Linked DNA regions of Oryctolagus cuniculus: region 1 is linked to region 2. Evidence: chromatin contacts called from public Hi-C data. All regions are on one chromosome and are shown on one strand. The core of a region is the stretch at or near the end of the contact, and the rest is flanking DNA. Distances in the headings are between cores, read along the strand shown. Region 1 has its middle 65 kb from the start of QRSL1. Region 2 overlaps LOC138849628 (a long non-coding RNA gene).

The links. A called contact is a pair of places that touch in the nucleus more often than the background predicts.
Region 1: a Hi-C map of an unstated tissue shows a contact between it and region 2, with 4 times the contacts expected there. The contact joins two enhancer-like sites. A contact is called at or near these places in 2 of 6 Hi-C or Micro-C datasets (ear pinna and an unstated tissue).

The regions. Positions count from the first base shown.
Region 1 is chr5:64,529,236-64,532,288 of mOryCun1.1, reverse strand. No RefSeq gene overlaps it. Among named protein-coding and RNA genes, the nearest start is that of QRSL1, 65 kb to the left of the region's middle. Within about 2 kb of position 1,703, at least 1 of the 8 cell types and tissues checked has an H3K27ac peak or open chromatin away from gene starts, as enhancers often do.
Region 2 is chr5:64,249,416-64,252,573 of mOryCun1.1, reverse strand. It overlaps LOC138849628 (a long non-coding RNA gene), which reads right to left. Exons shown (of 4, transcript XR_011388602.1): 3 at 1,547-3,158; 4 at 643-745. Among named protein-coding and RNA genes, the nearest start is that of MTRES1, 37 kb to the right of the region's middle. Within about 2 kb of position 1,338, at least 3 of the 8 cell types and tissues checked have an H3K27ac peak or open chromatin away from gene starts, as enhancers often do.

The sequences.
Region 1 (3,053 bases), core at 454-2,953, 280 kb before region 2:
CTTTCAGCCGGTGAGTTTTGGGATGGTTTGTACATGGCCACGGAGTGCTCTCCATTGAGTCAGATCAATCACCTCCTTAAAGATCCATGTCAGGTCACCTCTGGAAACAAACCTGACAAACTCAACACAGTCCATCTCATTTTAGAACGCGTGGCAGAACGTGCAGCCTGCAGTCTGCTTTGGTTCGGGTTCATTAATTTGCCTCTCCCTAAGATGAATAATGACAATGGCTGATGTTGAGCATCTAGATCCGGCACTACAGTTGGGAAAAACTATTTTCCCCATTATTTTACAAATAAGGCAACTGAGGCTCAGACATTAAGCAATTTGTCCCGAGGTGGGATCTATACAAGTACACTTCCCCATGGTTTCTTCCTCTAATTGCTTTTGTGACAGGTACTCTGAGCTTTAAGTGCTAAAAAGGAAGCAGATGTGGAAAGAAAAAAAAAAAAAACAGCATTGCACCTGCATTCCAGCAAGAAGGAAGGAAGGAGAAAAGAAATAAAAAGGATCCAGAAATGGTGACATCACTGATCAGCACTGGACACATGAAATCATATAGACTTGTAGATACTGACCGGGCCAGTGTGGTGGTTGACGGGGAGGTTTGCATGAAGGGTACCGGACCTTGGAGATGCGTGCAACCTGATCTGCTGTTTTTCATTTTGTTTGCTTTTGTCACAAGCTGGCTCTTACTTGTACTGAACTTGCATGGATTTCTGTCCCTTGCAAAAAAAAAAATTCTGGCTGGGACCTCCTCCAAAAGATCATATCTAGATGACCAAAGGAGAGGGCCATAAAATGAGCTGCTTTAAAGTATATTTACTGGCCAGGCAATTTTCTGCTCGGGAAAACATAGGTTTCCTGACAGATTTTCTATTAGGAGAGAAATGAAAGACCATGCCAGGAAACATGAAGTTCTCAGGAAGTAATTTGGTTACAAACATATTTCCTTAATAGGATACAATTTGATTCTAACTCTCATTACCTTGTGACAGGAACAGTAAGACATTGGTTGTTTAGTCAATGACTCGTGAAGCTTTCTCAAATGTTCCCCACTCAGTGGGGGACACAGAACAGATGCCATCATCCATCCCGGCTTTACCGATGGGATGCAAAGGGTTCAGCGACACGCTGGGATCCCATCGGCAGCACGTGAGAAGCTGCAGGTTCCTGGCCCAGGCCCCTCTCTCTCTCTACCTCTGTGTGTTATTCCACGCTGTCTTTTTCACCTGTGCACATGTCAAGGAGTTTTCTGTCGGGCCACACTGATTTCCAGGTTCCATAAGCCTCCTAAGGGCTAAGTGTTTTAAAGAAAAGGACCATTCAAACATGAACAGTCAGGGAATCTCTTCCAAATAGGATGCTTATCATAGCATCATTTCCTGGCAAATGTCTCCTTCTAGGACCACAAGAGAAGCATTCCTGCTTGGAAATGTTTTGTTGAACCTGCTTCTACCACCTTCTATGAAAGTCACTGAGGCTTCCAGTCTTACAATGAAGGCTGCTGTGTGATCAGACTTTTGGGTGCTCCTAACAGTGACCCAGCATTGAGATGAGAAACACAGGGCGACCTTGATCCCTCCCTGCAGATATTCTGGACACCATGTACTTCTAAGCTCACACCTGCCTCCTGCTCAGAGTGGCAAGCTCAGTGTAATCCTCATAGGGCCGTCACCCCCTCCCCCGGAGTAAGAGGCTTAGTCCCATTTTTGTAGCCTTGTGGAACATTTTTAACTTCAAGTTGCCATGGGGAAAGTCACACACTTTGTTAAGCTCCAATAGAAATTTAAATTTGAAAAGAAACTCCAAGCGTATTCCATAGTCAGGAATAATCTGTAACAGTAGTTCGAGTGGCACAATGACCTTCCAACTTCGGCAGGAAAGGTCGGATGCTGTTTTTCAGGGTTTTTTTCCATCCTGCTTTTCTGATTAGGCAAAGCAAACCCCCAACCTCCCTTACACTAAGCCTCAAACTGGCTCTCAGGCAACTTGGACAAATGCCTGTTACAAGGCCGGCAGGGGGGCCAGTGCTGGGGCGCAGTGGGTTAACACCCTGGCCTGAAGCGCCAGTATCCCATATGGGCGCCGGTTCAAGACCTAGCTGCTCCACTTCCGATCTACTATGGGCTGGGAAAGCAGTAGGAGATGGCTCAAGTCCTTGGGCCCCTGCACCCATGTGGGAGACTCAGAGGAAGCTCCAGGCTCCTGGCTTTGGATCGGCACAGCTCTGACCGTTGTGGCCAATTGGGGAGTGAACCATCAGATGGAAGACCTCTCTCTCTCTCTGCCTCTCCTCCCTCTGTGTAACTCTGACTTTCAAATAAATAGATAAATCTTAAAAAAAAAAAAAAAAAAGTCCTGCAGGGCTGCCATCTTGCAGCCTAGAGGTTCCACTGGTGGCTGGTCTCCCCTCTGTTAGACAAGAGCAAGGAAGAGATCCAAAGCTCATGGGTTTCCATCTCACAGACATAGAATAGTGCACTGTGCCTTTTTAAAAAATAATTATTTTTGGGCCAGCGCCGTGGCTCAATAGGCTAATCTTCCGCCTTGCGGCGCCGGCACACCGGGTTCTAGTCCCGGGCAGGGCACCGGATTCTGTCCCGGTTGCCCCTCTTCCAGGCCAGCATGCTGTGGCCAGGGAGTGCAGTGGAGGATGGCCCAAGTGCTTGGGCCCTGCACCCCATGGGAGACCAGGAGAAGTACCTGGCTCCTGCCATCGGATCAGCGCGGTGCACCGGCCGCAGCGCATCGGCCGTGGCAGCCATTGGAGGGTGAACCAACGGCAAAGGAAGACCTTTCTCTCTGTCTCTCTCTCTCACTGTCCACTCTGCCTGTCAAAAAAATAAATAAAAATAAATTATTTATTTATTTGAAAGTCAGAGTTACATAGAGAGAGAAGGAGAGGCAGAGAGAGAGAGAGAAAGAGAGGTCTTCCATTCCGCAGGTTCACTCTCCAAATGACCACAACTGCCAGAACTGAGCCAGGAGCCAGGAGCTTCTTCCAGTTCTCCCACGAGGGTGCAGGGGCCCAAGGACTTGGGCCATCTTCT
Region 2 (3,158 bases), core at 89-2,588:
CCTGCCCAGGCTTCGGCGCTGGGTGGAGGGAGGGGGTGGGAGATAGGGCAAGAGGGCAGGGGCTTCCTCCGGATCCCCAAGCCCCCTCCGGCGGTGGAGGAGGGGCAGGAGCCGCGCTCCCCCAAAAGGGACCGTCCCCTCTCTTTGTGTGGCGCGCAGGGAGCGCGAAGACACTCCTGGAGGGAAACGGCGCTCGGGGGGTGGGGGGTGGGGGGTGAGGACCTCGCCAAGAGCCGGGGCTCCCCGGGAAGGGAGCAAGAGGGGAGCACACCCTCTATTCCTGGGTGGCACCTGGGGGTGAGCGTGGGTGGGAGGCGGTGTGCTCCCTGGGGTGGGGCAGGGTCCTCTCAACCGGTGCATTGTTCCCGGGACCACGGGAAGGGCGGGGGCAACCTGCACGAGGGAATGCAAAGGAGGGACCCCGTTTTGCTTCCCCCTGGGTCAGTTAGGAAAGATCCTTTTCTAGTCGATGGCCCGAGGTTGGGGCGCAGGCTGGGCCCCGGAGGGGCTGCTCCACCCACCCACCCGGGGCGCAGCTCCCCAGCCCCGCCGGGCGCCGGGGCCTCACCTGCGTGGGTAGGAGCAGTGCCAGCAGCAGCAGCCCCAGTCCAAGCCTGGCCACCATTGCTCTGCACATGTCCGCTCCGTCGGTGCGCGGCGCGTCTCGTGGGATGCCGGGTGCGCGGGGATCGGCGGGCTCCGGGCGGGCGCAGGCGAGGTGGGGAGCGCGGCGCGCCGGCGGGACCTTATATACCGGGACCGCTACAATAGGCGTGACGTGGCGCCGCCCGCCCCGCCCCCCCACCGGGCTCCCCGCCGCCCCCTCCCCCTGCCCCCAGCCCCCACCCCCGCCACCACCGCCGCCGCCCGGGCGCTAGCGGGCCGACGCTCCCGGGGCGGCTGCCACAGCAGGTGGGCGGGCGCCGCGGGCTCCTGGCACCCGGGGTGTGTTTCCCCGAGCGGGCTGCGTACGGGCTCGCACGGGCGCCCCGCGACTCCCACGCAGGACCCTGGGCAAACACGCGAGCCACACACGCCGCTCTCGGGGCTGGGCCCAAGTTTCCTTTGTTTCTCCCGGATCTGCCATCTTCCTCCCCCAAAGCAAAGTCAGAGCCTGCGGCGCGGCGGGGCAGCCGGTAGTCCCGGCTGGGACCGCGGCGCTGGGGCCAAAGGGGGTCCTACTCAGATATCAGGGGCCTCCCTGGACGTCCCGCTGGAATTCACTGCCCCTCTCGAACTGTCTGTCGGGTTTGGTAGATCCCTGGGACCTGGAGCCGGCGCGCACCGGAGCCAAATGTGCGCTCCGGTCCCCGGCCGCCCCTTTCCCCAGCGCTGGCTTTGTGTCTGGAGCTTCTCGCGTCCGCCGGGCGGTGCCAGCTCCCTGGCACACCCCGGGGAGCACCCTCCCGAGAGCTGGGGGATGTACACTGCTGGCCACTGGGTTTCGCTCCCCCTACACACACACACACACACACACACACACACACACTCCCCCCCCCCCCCCCCCGCCGCGCTCCCGCTGCAGTGGCTGGAGGAGGTGGCCCACCCAGTGGTACGTCTCCTCCCTCCCGCACGGAGTAGCTCCCGGGTCCTCCAGAATTCCCCGCCACTCTCGAATTCCTGGGGACCCGCTTCTTGCGTCTCTGGGAGAACGCACTTGCTCGCCAGTCGTTTCTCGAGCAAAAGTGTACGGGCTAAAAGCATTTATTTTCCATCGTTGCCATTAGACAACTTAATGAACTGGCACAAATAGGAGATTAGTCATCATTCTGCGCCTTTTAGTGGAATATTTTTTCCATCCATTCCATTGGGAAAACTTTCAAACATCCGGCAGAAGTTGAAATAATTTTTGGTGTAGTTTTTAATGGCAAGGCTTAATTCTTTTCTGTAACGGATAGATAGCCCGAGTGCTCTACGGTCTCTGAAACAAACAACAGAGCCCCAGCCTTGTGAGGGGTTGAGTTTGTTTAAATTTCACTTTTGCGGAACACTCTTGTAAAAACAAGGCCAGTTTTATGGAAGGCAAGTGACAATGGAATCCACAGTGGCTGGTCTGAAGCAGCCTGTGCCTTCATGGTGAGCCACTTCAGCTCAGTAACTTTCCACGTTTTAGGATGTGCTTAGGAACACACGGGTCTCTGTCAAGCACCACTGGATTTTCCTGTTCAACAGTGTTACCACATTGTATAGAAATAGGCTGGCTGCGCCTGGCTTCCCCTCTCCTCTCCCAGCAGGAAGAAAGGACTGCTTGTGACTCAGGAGCGCCGGGCTCCAAGGCTCACAGTAACCGGTATTCATAGGATCCACTTACCCTGCCCTTCACTTTTTTCCTATTCCTCCTCCTCCTCCTCCTCCCTCTGTCCCCTTTCCTGGCATTAATGTAAGGAAATGGACTCATGGAGCAGGGAGAGCCAGACTGCCTGCCTTCAAGTCCTGGCCATGCGGCCTCAGCTTAAGGCCCGAAACCTTGATTCCTTCATTCATAGAATGGAGCTAATACCACCAGGACTAAAAGTTCCTAAAAGTCCGGACAGTGCCTGCCCCACAGAGGTGCTGCTCACTCGATATTTGCTCTCACCGCTCCCTCCACCCCCAAAGGTGCCTGCTTACTTTCTTTGCGGCTCTGTGATTCATGAAAGAAATACCCAGCTCCAAGTCGTGCCCCTGGTGGGTGAGCGCTGGGTGTCTGCATGTGGTAAACCACCTCGTCTTCAGCCAAGGAGGCTGCATAATTCACAGAGCAAAAGGCCTTCACCCCTGCCAAGAAATAGCCCCAGCCCGATCCCCGGCTCTCCCAGGGTGTCACTCAGGACTGTGGCAATTCTGTGTCCTGGCGGTTTCTCCCAGCTAATGAAGTCCTCCTGAGAGATCCCGGACAGCAACCCATTTCCTGGACACCCAGGCAGTCAAAAAACTTGCTTGAACTCTCCTGTACCATTTTCTCTCTCTTTGTGAGTCTTTCCTTCTCTTCTAGTTTCCCAAGGTTCGCTTGCTTTTCTCTTGGCCAATGACAACTCATGCCATTAGAATAAATTGAGAAACTTCTCAGTTACTCTGAAATGTTTCTTAAGACACATCACTGGTTTCCATTTTATAGAGAAAAGAGCGCATGAAACAACTTTGAAACAGAATGGCTGCAGGAACTGATGTGTGTGTTT